Linked DNA regions of Zea mays: region 1 is linked to region 2. The links are chromatin contacts, called in public Hi-C maps. All regions are on one chromosome and are shown on one strand. The core of a region is the stretch at or near the end of the contact, and the rest is flanking DNA. Distances in the headings are between cores, read along the strand shown. Region 1 holds the start of LOC100191186. Region 2 has its middle 6.8 kb from the start of LOC103652331.

The links. Hi-C and Micro-C count contacts between places; a contact is called where the count stands out from the background.
Region 1: a Hi-C map of ear shows a contact between it and region 2, with 2.2 times the contacts expected there. The contact joins the promoter of LOC100191186 here to the enhancer-like site in region 2. A contact is called at or near these places in 2 of 25 Hi-C or Micro-C datasets (ear and tassel).

What each region holds. Positions count from the first base shown.
Region 1 is chr3:164,627,865-164,634,379 of Zm-B73-REFERENCE-NAM-5.0, reverse strand. It overlaps LOC100191186, which reads right to left and starts at 3,026. Exons shown (of 4, transcript NM_001196816.1): 1 at 2,925-3,026; 2 at 2,363-2,548; 3 at 2,070-2,234; 4 at 1,421-1,698. The coding sequence starts at 2,930. The coding sequence ends at 1,642.
Region 2 is chr3:164,261,917-164,268,731 of Zm-B73-REFERENCE-NAM-5.0, reverse strand. No RefSeq gene overlaps it. Among protein-coding and RNA genes, the nearest start is that of LOC103652331, 6.8 kb to the left of the region's middle. Within about 2 kb of position 3,496, at least 19 of the 20 cell types and tissues checked have an H3K27ac peak or open chromatin away from gene starts, as enhancers often do. A contact at or near this core is called in ear and tassel, where this site is marked.

The DNA.
Region 1 (6,515 bases), core at 1,777-4,276, 370 kb before region 2:
CATCTCCAAAAGAAGGAAATACAAATTTTCCCCAAAAACTGATTATGAAGGCATACTAAATCTTTTTCATGGTGTATACAAAGTATAATTCCAGCAGTTCTCGCAAAAAAGAACGCTCAAACGAAACTGGGCTACTGTTTAAAAATTCCAGATGTTGTTGCTGGCCTAGTTGGCCTCTACCGTTGGTCCAATTATGCATGTGGATGGACATATTTATTTTTGCTGCTCACCAGGTTTTGCGCGCTCTCTAGGTTTCGAGGATCCACCGACGCAATCTCGGTGGGAACTCACCAGGTTTCACGCGCTCACATGATTGGGGAAGTTTTTATCCTCGCGTGTTTTTCCGGGTCGCGCATAAATGCGGCTCACGAACGGGCCTATGTTGGAGCACGAACCAGCAGAGTTTACCCCCAAAACTGGTTTTGGGGAGTTTTAACATGGTCTCTTGGAGATGCTCCCTGCTATGTAAAGGCTTAGGTGCCATTTGGCTCATGAAATGTAACGTAAATGGTAGTGGTAACGATTTACACTCAAATATCGGCGGTAACAAGTTTCAATAAGGCGGTATCCATTTGTAGCGTGATATCGATTACGGTTGGACTTAACAAACACGATTTAACGTTATTGGTAACACATTATGTTACCAACATGTGAACAAAACGGCACCTTAGGGTTATGTTGTCTAATCTCAACTACCATGTAAATCATTCTTATGTACATCTCTATATATATAGATGAGTACAACCCTCATGAGAATATTGTTTTTTGCCACTTTTAACATGGTACTAGATCATGATTTTTTTTCCTAATTTACTGTCACACATCCTTTTCTTCCTCCTCCCATATCGGATGTTATTGCTTCTATGTTATGCTCAGCTTGACCAACTAAATCTAATCTCGTCAAAGCTTTCGGAATATATTGGTGGGTCCAATGCTGAATGCCCTCTGAGACAAAGATCGCGGCATCAACGGTCACAAAGGAAGGAGGGGATGAGAGGTATGATCTCCAATATCTTGAATCGAAGCGCTCAGAGTACTTATTTTCGGAATTTACTTATAGGTTTAATCTTTTTTTTTAGCCCAAATCTCACGTTCTCCTCCGGGGCTCACAAAGGAAGGAGGGGATGAGAGAAACGAAAGGTTGTGGCAAGTTTGAACTAGCTCCACATATTATTAATGCCCAGTGACACTATCCTAGTAAAGCGTGAGAGATAAGGAGAGAGAAGAGAAAAGATAAACGGGAACATGGGATGCAGGACCAGGAAAGTTGTCGTACATTGATGACTAGCTTGAATAGGGGTTTACAGACAGGGGTGCCCTTGGTTACAGACAAGCTTGCCTGAACCATTCAACTTGGGCTAACAAGTCTTGCTGAACACATTAGTTAATGAAGGTCCAATTCGTACCTGTGAAAGACAATAAGGCTGAATTTATACATTTTCAGAATCAAACAGCCCTTAGTCAGGCACTGAAGCAACCGTAGGAAAGATGGAATGCAAGCTAGTGTTACATTCAAACGAGTGCAGAAGCAGTAGTAAGTTTCCATTAATCTCATATTAGCGTAGACAACTATACAACTCTCTCCAGAGCACCAAGCAAGCGAACTTTCAAGAAACTTATTAAGCTCTGCATCTCTCACTATCAGGCGATGCAGCCCAAGCCGAGGCACCCTCCAAGCAAATTCCTCAGCAGCTTCTTCTGCAGAACGAAGAACAGGTCATGAGAATAAAATCCTCGCCTAAAATCTCGCTTGAATTTACAGTCCAGCTTTATCGCTCATGGCCTTTGACAAAAGGCCGTCCAAATGCTGTGAAAAAAATGAAGCGCTTAAGCTTCTTTCTTTTTGAAAAAAAGGTCACATCTTTGGCAAATGTAGATGTTCTATCTAATGCTATCCAAACAAAAGCTACTTGCAAAGGGGTCAGCTTAGGCTAGATAAAGGACAGTCACATGACGAGAACTAGACAAAAGGTAAAACCCCACTTAGCTACACGTTGGGTGCATGCAGCGAGAGACGCACTGATCTGAGAGCAAACTAGCTAGGGAGGATTTGATTACAGGGCACTTGCCTTCTTCACCTTGCAGAGAAGCTGCGGGGAGATCTTGTACAGGTCCTCGTCCACAGCTCCCTTGGGCTTCCACTTGTGCTGCTCGCTCACGCAGCGCCTCCTGCGTCCCTTCCTCGCCGCCGGCGGCACAGCGGTTTCTTTCTCCCCCTTCACTCGAACAACGCACTGCACAGGACAGGCATCGGACACAGAATTGTCAGTACCACCTTTGTTAACTAGTGCAGACTGCACGGCACGGAGTATGAAACAGTGCTGGGGAGTTGATGAAAGAAATGGATGCAGTGCTCTTTCACCTTCTTGTAGCCGTAGGGCTTGGCAGGCAACTGGGGCACCTTGAAGAGATCCGCGTCGCCCTTCTCCGCCGGCGCCGCGAAGAAGAAGGCCCCTGCCTGGAAGTACTGGGTGACGGGCATGTCGCCGTCCCACACGTTCCAGTCGCCGAACGCCGGGATCTGCCGCCACTTGCAGTCGTCTTGCGCCTGGCAGAAAACGAAACGAAACTTTTTTTTTACTCCACTGGTGGTGGGCGACTGAACAGTACGACTGAAGAATGCAATACAGTTTCGTGTAATCTTCTTCTCTGGAAGTTTGGAAGCAAAAGAAAAAAAAAACTGTATGTGAATGTAGGACACGTACGTGCTTGTTTGAAAAGAAAACAAACACTGTTACGGCAATACTATATATTTCAGATTCACAGTAGGTAAGATAACTAGTCTACTATGTATATGTAAAACGAGCATGTTCCAACTGTCATGGCTTGTTTCTCTGTTAGCAAGGACATGGCGTATAGTTTAGTTTCGCTGTTGCAAAAAAACAAGAGAAGAAGCCCAACAAAGACACGCATTCTCGGCTCACCTCCATCTCGCTCGCAGTTGCCGAAGAAGGTGCCGAGGTGCGAGAAGAGGCGGAGGAGCAGAGGAAAGAACTGAGCACCAAGCGAGGGCAGTCAAAGCTGGGGTTGGAATTGGGCAGCGGAGCACAGGGGTTCCTCCTCTATACATAGCCGAAAGGCCTGTCCGAAGAGAATGTGGGGGCACACGTACCCGAACTTTTCAGAAAGCCCTCGAGGAAAAGCGAGCGCCCAAAGCAGCAGCTAGCGTTCAATGAGCCGAGCCCGGGCAGGCAGGCAATGAGTATCAATACCCCACCCCAGTCACAAGAGTTTACTCATGCCGCAGCCGTGCCGACTTTTATATTAGATTCTTTTTCCCCAAAAAAGTTTACGTTCACATATTTGATGAGACCATTAGCACTTGTTTGGTTGCATAGAGATAGGAGGGGATTGAAGGTGGTATAATCCTTTACTACTTATTTTGACTTACAAGGAATTATATGCCACTCAATACCCTCCAATCTCCATGCAACAACCAAACAATCCATTAACACGGGTATAACCATGTGGAGAGATGTCGTGATCTATAACACTGAAGTTATACGGTTTAACGCCAGTCACAGTCTACAGTTCGAGCTCCAATTTAAACCGTCTCATCCCGTTTGAGATGGACCTCATTTATTTCTCGTACCACCGACTGACTATGAGGGTCTAGGTTGGAGTCAGGGTCGGAACTGGGGCAGCGATCGATGAGCATATATATAGGCGCGTACTTCTTTCGTCCATAAATGTTGGCCGTTCTTATTTTTCGAGGAGTCAAACATTTTTAACTTTGACCACATTTAGGGGGTGTTTGGTTTGTAGGGACTAATGTTTAGTCCCATCATTTTATTCCATTTTAGACTATAAATTGCCAAATTTAGAAATTAGAATAGAGTTTTAGTTTCTATATTTAGCAATTTTGCAACTAAAATGGAATAAAATGTAGGGACTAAAAATTAGTCCCTATAAACCAAACACCCCCTTATATAAGAAAATAGAATGTTTATAGTACATAATTAGTATCGTTAGATAGATCTTTGAATCTACTTTTATAGTAAAATTTTTCGAAGATATAAATGTTGCTAATATATTTTATAAATCCAGTTAAATTTCAGAAAGTTTGAGCCATACGAATACCGTAGTGACAAATATATGTGGACGGAGAGAGTAGGACGGAGAAGAGAGGAAGAGCAAGCGGCAACCAGAAAACGGAGGCACGGCAATACAGGGTTGAAACATCATCACCAAGACATATGACACGGATCTAGGCATACGTTATTTTTTAAAAAAAAGAGTCAAAATAAAAACAATCGGGCAGCCGTGCATGGTGTGTGCAGGAGGGGCAGGCCTGGCCACCAGCCCTCGCTTTCCGAGTTGCTAGTGTCCATAGCGCTAGCGCAGTGATGATGCTCGTCTTTTCTGTGGTCGCTGCCTGCCCTCAGTCACCTCTGTCTGTCTCTCAAATCTCGGTCTCTCTACCTGTGTCCACTGTCCAGTAACGACTGTAAAGTTGCCGGCTTTTGGCACCAAGTCCTTGCCACCGCACACGATGGTAGACAATGAGTGCGTGTGTGTGCGTGCCCTGTCGCGCGCGTGCCCTTGTCGAACTCGAACACACTTACACGCACCCGAGGATGGGCGCCGCTCGTCGCGCTCGCCTCCGTCCCGTCCGGCGCCCGACACCCGGCCGGCGGGTGGCTCTCCTCGATCAGCCAGCCGCGGCTCTCAAGGCCGGAAGGCCGCCGCCCGCGCATGGTGTGGGGAGCGGCAAAAGGCACCCACTTTTTGCACGGACGGAACCATGGCAAAACCACACAACAATGATTCCTGCGGTTCCGCCCCGTTGCACGCCGCTTTTAACTAAATTCCCCGCCGCCGAGACCGAGAGCTTTCCACCGCCGTCGCCATCGGCCGGTGACGAGCAAGGAAGAGGGCCAGTACTGTGCTGGCTGGCTCTGGCTCACTAGACGCGCTCACTTTTCGGTCTAATCCGGCGCGCTCACTTTTGGTTGGAGAACTGACCGTGATAATTGAAACGGAAGAACAGAATACTACGTGACTTGGACCGGTCATGTCGTCTGTCATGTTACCGTGCATGCAAAAGATAAGGTCCCTGGCCGATGGGCCCTTCCTCCCTCTGCTCTCCGTTACGTGCGCATGCTGCCAACCTCCCTTTTACTACAAGTCATTCCTTTGCTAAACGACGGGGGCGCTCCGTTTCTGAAAGAGAATAATCTGCCACATGGTTTCAAATCCTTTGCAGAAACACAAACACGTACACATGCTTACTGGAAGTCTGTAACGGATTACTTTGCTCTACCAGTAGTCCAGTACCAGTACAAAACCACACAAACCCAAAGTTTTGAAATACTACGGTTTTTAAAATGTCAGGACACAAGTGTAGTATTTTTACGTTATTCTTACAAATATGTGTTTGGAAATAAAGTAATTCAAACCATGATATTTAGTATACATGTACAAGGCCGGCTAGTCATAGACAAAAAAAAACTATGGATTAGAGTGCAATTTTAAATACTCCAAAAATACTATGGTATCTACAAAACCATGGTATTCAAAACAGAGTTTTTTTACAATACAACCAAACACCATTGGACAAAAAGATACTATGGTATTCTTCAATGTCATGATTTTAACTTAAAACTCCAAAAATACTTTGTTTCCAAACATCCCTGAATAGTAAGAGTGATCACCATGCCCCTTGCCACAACAAAAGCACAACCGCACAAGTGTCCTAATTCCCTAAGGGTGTTTTGGTTGGGGAGTCAACTAGAATGGAGCGGCCTCATTCCCGTTTCTGATAATGGAGTTGTTCCATTATGTGTTTGGCAAGCATAATGAAGTCACTTCATTTTTTTTTTGTTTGGCTAGAAAGTAGAATAGAGTGGAGCCGCTCCGTTTTTTGTTTGGTTGGAAGAATAATGAGTGGTGTGGAGGAGAGGGAGGAAAACGCTCACATCCGATCGTTTTGATGGAGTGGGAGGGTCCCAACTATTTATGGGTAAATTCTCATATGAAGATTTCAGAAATTGCTCCACTCTTCTTTCGTTAGAAACCAAACATCCAAAAAATATAAATAGAGCGGTTACATTCTCCTTCATTTCTCAATCAAACACACTCTAAAAGCTACCTACGGGGAGTGGAGTCGAAGAAAGAGAAAAAGGAGCACAGGATGGCCCAGGCCCCCCTTGTGGTACACGCGCATATGCGGCTGGGCCTTTTTTGTTGGGCCAGCTAGCTAAGAGCCTTTCGGAATCTACTGCTTTGATCGATGCCGACGAAAGCAGAACAAAAGCTACACGAGGCGGGAGCACCCAGGAAGGACGCTGGCGAGTTTTCTGAATCCCGGCCCGCGTAGCCAGCTTCTCCGCTCCTCCCCGTCTTCTCTTTTTCACCCCCAGCCCCGACTTTTTTTTCCAGGTTTTTATTTACCAGGCCATCTCCGCCTTTTGATTAAAAGCGTGTTTGTCTGCCGCCGCTGCCTCTTCTTTGGTTTAAGTTAGGCTTTTGATGTACGTATAGTGTATATATGTAAACTATAGTATAAGCTAGCT
Region 2 (6,815 bases), core at 2,247-4,746:
GTTAAACTAGAACTACTTCTAATGCATAAGGTAAAAATGATAAGTAGATTTGATTGGATTGATTGTGTGGGTTCAATCGACCGTAACACTTTATCTATATAAATGGGGAGGTCTAGATCCGTTACAAATCGGTTCTCGAGTTAATCTCGCAGGTTTAGCTAACAAATCTCGCAAGAAATCTGAAACACTAACTGATTCTGCGCACACATCTAAATATTGTAATTTCAACCTTTTCTAATATCTTTTAGAAAACAATTTATGTATGCTTTTACGCTAGTCATGGGTGAAAATATAGGAAGGTTGTCTACACACATAACAAAGCAGGAGGTTCAGGGAGATTTCCGGCATTTTTAGTTTTTAAAATATAAATATTGTAGTTACTCCATCTGGTATAAATATATAATTCATTTTAGACTAAGACACTGTTTGGTTCCATCGGGATTTTTAGAAACAGGTTTTTAAAAGCTAGAAGGCCTCCAAACAAATCAAGTTTTATTTAGTTTCTGAAAACTAGTTTCTGGTTTCTTAAAAACCAATTAAGAATCTGGTTATGCTCAACTAAAACCAGTTTTTTTGTGCCTAATTACCCGTTACCCTTTATAAGAAAGAACAAATTACTAAGAAATGCCACTCCTTTCCAACCGTTAATCGTGCGCCTTCTTCTCTCTCTAGTGCGATCCGTCCTCGCGGCTGATCCGCAGTCCGTCAGTTATATGACGCGAGAACCAGCCGGTAAATGCATGTGAACCATATGCAGCGTGAACCAGCCGGCAGTTATATGATGCGAGGGTAGAGGGAAGTAAATTGAGGAGAACTAAGCCAACATTCTCTAAACAAACAAAGGGTATGATTGTCATTGTTAAAGGAAAAATTAGAAACCAGCTTTTTAAAACGAGTGGATCCAAACACTTGTATCCAGTTTTTTTCTTCTTCTAAAAACCAGTTTCTTGAAACTAAGTCTAGAAACTAGTTTTTTAAAACCAGAGTGGATCCAAACATGCTCTAAACATACATTCATTAATTAACTTATGGATGTAGTTTATATGTATGTCTATATCTATTATCATTCATTCTAATATGGACGTAAAATAAGAGGGCTATAGAAAGAACTATAATTTGGGAGATATGGATTATTTATTATTAATTACTTTATTTTTGTATTGGATCTATAATTTGAAGGGTTAAGGTTTGTTTGACATCCTATCTCTTACCCCTATGAGGTGATCTTGGTTTATGGGAAAAAAGTATACATTCCATGGCTCCATGCATACATGAATATATGCCTTTTGTATTATGCATTAAAAAAAGCTGCGTTATTGCACGGTACACTGACGTGACATTGGACGTTTAGCGCGGATGCATGTGTTAAGCCATTCATGACACTGAGACCCTAATTAACCAGAAGAAAGTATGTGTTTTCTCTATTTTTTTCGGTTGCCATGAATCCATGATCAGTATGTGTCGCTCTCCAGTTAGGTCCGCACACGAAAAAAAAAAGAAAGAAGAAGAGAGGATAAAATATGCTAGCTCCAATAATAGAACTTAAAGTAAGGTTGCGGATTGGGGTGTGGGGGAGAGATTATATATAAAAGATTAGAATACCCAAATGGGTTTCATGATATTGTCCCCCAGCAGCAGACTGCTCGGGCCTTTTCCGTTCCGTTTCGGATCAGATATGACCCTCTTGCTTAGACTTTGCCAAACGCGCGGAAACTAGCTAGGAAGCACTAACACAATGGAGTGTTAGCTAAATGGCTAATCAAGTCAAATTTTGGCTAATCAAGAGCAAAATAACTCCAACACACTAGATGTCTGACTCATCAAACTATTTGACTCTCTAAATTGGCTCTTTCATTCGCTAAATTTGGCTAGCCACCTAACTAGTCAAAATAGATATATAGTCTATTGGAGTGAAATATTATATATAAATTATAATCTTTATGAAAAAAATAGATAGTAAAAAATAAAGAGTCTGTTGGAGACGAGACAAAATGTCTATTTGATTTGGGATTTGGACCCTTGATTTGCACACCAATGAGATCTGTACCTTCTGAGCAAATCCCTTTAACTTTTGGTCTCAGCAAATTTAATACGGCCTATGTATAGTAAATAAACTAGACATCTCACTTTTGCTCAAGAAAAAAAAAACAGTCATACATGACCGGCTGAACCAGTAGAGAATGGTGAAGAAAGAGATATTTTTGCGCGTTGTGCCGCCGCTTCCGGTTTCACGCCCAATCAACATTTGATGTGATGGATTTCTATCATTCTAGGATCATTGCCGATCAAGCATACATATGGGCAGGCTGCTTTCACTAATATTTAATTAATTCGTGGCCGTGCAATGATTCTGCTGTTTATATGTGCAGGCGTACGTGTCCCTGGGCCTGCTATATAGTCGGTGCAATGATACATTTCTTTCGAATCTGATCGGCTGGATTTGGACTTTTATTATTCGATTGATCTGAGTGGACGTATATCCGATCCACAGTGAGCAATTGAAAAAAAAAAGAAAAGAAAAGAACACCGAATGAACAGGTGAACAGATTTCACTTTTACGGAAAGTTCGATCAAGTTTATAGATAAAAAAGACGATTTTTATTACATTAAATAAGTGTTATTAGATTAATCGCTAAATATGTTTCTATATTAAACTTTTCTCGAACATATATGCCTATCCGGATGTTTTTTGGTACTAGAAATTTTTTATTATATTAAATAAGTGTTATTATAGTATTGAATAACCATTTAAACACTAGTTTTCTAATATGTGCCTCTTTTGGTTCCGTGCCGTTACAAACACGGCTCTTCTAGTCGTGTTGTGTTGTGTGGCCCATTATGACTAAGTTTGAGACACGGTACGACCTGACAGTTCGGGTCGTACTTGCACAACTCATTCTTTTTCGTGTCGGGTCGTAATTTGGACTCTTATTTTTATACAGTGTCATGCCATGTCAGCTTTAAATAGTCCGGTCTAAACTTTCATATCTATGTACCAGTGGTGTGGCCATTGTAGGTGAGACTAAGAAGCCATACACAAGATTGGTATATTATTTGCTTCTGTTTTTCTAGCAGCCAACAGAGGGAAAGTCACATCTACACCAAAAACAAATTTAATCCTTGACCATCTATATATTTACGGATATTTTTATTGGACACATGAAGACTGGCCTCACCCCTCCATGCACTCGCCATGCTGTTGAAGCACTCCGGGAAATTGGGCTCGATTGCAATTGCAACAGCCACCTCGTTCTTGGCGTTGCACATGTCGAACTCCCGCAGCTGAACATTTTTTGTTTTTATATGAGGAAAGGCTTCAAGACAAGTATGCAGCGCACCGTGCACAGACATAGAGTCACAGAGAAGGTATGAGCCTGAATTTCGCTGAAAACAAACTGGAAATCAACGGCGCCGAGCAGCAGGAGGCTCTCCAGTGGACGACCGAGGGGGTGACATGACATGTTACGAGCCGGGCTACTTTGATGGGCCTCCTGTCTTGCAATTGCTTGTTCGGGCTGACCGCGTGTGGACGAGGACAAATTGGGCCTAAAATACAATGGCCCAAATGACGCGAGAAACTGATGGGCAACTAGTCGACGCTTCGGAGCCCGTTAAGAGTATCTTCCGTTTTCTGTTCCCCCGATTCTGCTGCTATTTCATTCTTGTTAGGGCATCATGACGGTGAGATGAGATGACGTGAGTTCCGCTGAAACGAAGGCCATGTTGACCTGGGTCTCTGCACAGTCCGCACACAACTTTTTTTTTCTCCTTCTCTCTCGGTGTTTTGATGAGGGTGATCGTGCACCCTAGCCCGTATCCGTATGGCATATTGATATGCTTTTAGCTGCATATGCATCTATCACCCGTCTTTATAGTTGAAGCGCGCGTGCCTCGTTCCATCAACGTGCTACGGTGCAGCGCTATTACCCGTCTTTATGTGTTGGTTGTGGTTGGGTTTATTGACTGCAGTACCCGCATGCTTCCCTTTTTTTCAACATCAAGGTTCGTCCGTTACGTGTGAGGTCTGTTGAAAATAAACCGGTCCTTGTACGTGGGTTTTTTTTTTCTTGGTATTGTCCGTGTATAATCGATTGATTTCTACGGTCCAAACGGGGTCCGAGATCCAATCATATATGTATCCATGTATCTAAGCTGTGCACCGGGAAGCATAGTAAGTAGGCACATTTAATATGGATCAAAAAAAGGCGAAACAGCAATTAATTAAGCCTCACGAATTTGTCATCTGGACCTGTGGCTAGATGCTCGTCTATATAGGCCACGTGAACCGAGCCGACAGCTGTGTAGTCTTTGTATCAAAAGCACAGTAGTACAGCTACAACACAAGAACTTAGGCCAAGTACACACCACCGCGGGCGGCAAGCGAGCGGTGGTCGATAGAGACCACGAGCTCCCTCAACAAGCGGGCGCTCGTAGACCCGAGGCAGCGGAGGCACCTAGCTAGGCGTGTGCATGGGGGCACTGCATGGAGCCAACCGTAGCCCTTGCACGGGGACCCCTTCCATCCACCCGTCCCGTCGGCAATCCGACCGATCTGGATGCGTCCCGCGCGCGCGTGTGTGATGACTGTGTGCCTCGGAACCCTGTCACGTCCTCGCTCCCCGCCCCGACAGCCAGAACCACCGCCTCCGCCGCCGCGTCCGCCCCGCCCCGAATCCAGCCCGTGCCATGCGGGGGGGCCTCCGTGGCCGCGTCCGTGCGGCACAAACCCATCCCACGGACCGCGGAGATGCCGCGCTCGTTCCGCTTCGCGCCAGCCGTGCGGGTGTTAGAGAGGGCAGGTGGCCCGGACGGCAGGGCGCACAACCCCAAGCGACGCGCGAGAAAGCCGCGGGTCCTCACGGGGGGTGGTGGTGCTGGTGCTGGCTGACGGGTGATCGCAAGCTGCACCGGCGTGGTTGCAAGGACCGCGCGCGAGACTGGCAACGGTAGCAAAGCACGCGGACCATCAGGGATCGAGCCGAGCGGCAGGGGAGGCCGCCGCGTACGTACGTACGTTCACAGCCTTCTTGAACCATAGAAACCGCACAAATCCACAGATGGGTGAGCATGGTCCATGCTCCATGATAGTACTCTATCAGATGCAATTGGCCTGGCTCAAAATATGTGTGTTCGTACGACGGTGGGTACCTGTGGACTGCTTTTTTGGTGGCTGCTGGACGCAATAATCGGTCCGTGTATATACATACTCCCTCTGTTTCTTTTTATTAGTCGCTGGATAGTGCAAAATTGCACTATCTAGCGACTAATAAAAAGAAACGGAGGGAGTACCTGACTGTGGGATCGGATGGACGAACGAGGGGCGCGCGCGACACGAGAGTCTATCTCTATCCATACCTGCCGATGGGCAACGCCGACGGGTCACCAGCCACAGCCAACGAGTCGCGCATGCAGAGCACAGCCCCCCCCCCCCCCCCCCCCCCCCCCGCGCTCGCCCGCCCGCTTGCTTCTGTCGGGGTCGCGGATTAGGAGGGGGATCTCCATCATGCCAACTGCGAGCCAGTGCCAGTGGTAGCTGCTGCTGCTGGTACGCACGCATGCATGCCTACGCCTCGGTTGCGGTTGCGGTTGCAGGGCCCGCTTCTCGCCGATCGGCGGGCTAATAATAAACCTGAACCTGACGTGCCTCCCTCCCTCTCCGTCTCGTGGCGCGGCCGCTCACCATCGTTCCGGTCTTTCAGTGTGTGTAACGCCATGCCGGAAATCTCGCGTTGCGGCTCCGGTTGGAGGACGCTGCTTATCTTTCTGGTGGTGAAGCCAGCCAGCCAGCCAGACAGAGAGAGAGAGAGGGAGAGGGAGAGGGGGTCAACAATGGCTTCGCTTTGTTCTTGGCGTCCATGATTGCGCTGCATGGCCGATGGCACAAAAGCCTGGGACGGATACGGACAGTTCAAGCCCCCTTTCTCTGGTGCATGTATGTATTGCAGGGCTACTACTACTACTAGTGGTGGTGGTGGTGGTAACAAGACTCGATGGATTCAGAAAAGGCGCCCAGTTTTTTTTTTTCTTCTCCTCTCCTGCCATGCCTGCCTACGCAGTGCAGCCTGCTGCCGCGCTCCGCTGGTCGGCCGTGAAAGGACCCGTCAGGGGGCTGAGGTTAGCATGGCATGGCTTGGCAGTTGGCATTGGCACCTGTTGGACACCAAAATGAGCGGACGGTCCGGCCCTTGGGCTCGGACGGTCCGCGTATCCCGAGATTAGATTAAACTCGAATGTTTATCCTTATCTCGTGCGTGGTTATCCATCTAATCGCGCGTGAGTTTGTTGGCTATCTCTTAGGAAAAGGTCCAGACCTCCTCCCCTATAAATATAAAGGGGTACGGTCGATTGAGAACCCCCGAACACATTCCAATCGAACCAATTACCTTATTTACTTTTCCTGCCCTAGAAGTAGATGTAGCATAGTTCTAGTTGTAGTCTTCCACATATCCACCTCCACCCCTATTCGACTCTACGTCGTCTAGATCCGTCTTGGGTGGCCTGCCGATCCCAAGACGACCCTATGATCTCACCCCTATTCGACCGCAAGATCTAGTTGTCCATCCAAGACCTCTTCCTCGAATTGATCTCTTAATTCCTAGGCGACTCCACGTCGTCTGGGGACGCCTCGGGTGACCTGTCGACCCGGGGCACCATTAAGATCTCTTCCCCCCAGGGGACGAGATCTAGATTCCAGCAAGGAGGAGGAAGACGACCCTGTTGCCAGGTCGCGGACCGTCCGGCCCAGAGCTGCAGACCGTCCGGCGTGACGCAGGGAAGACACCGCTCCTGCGCCCAGGTCACGGACCGTCCGGCCC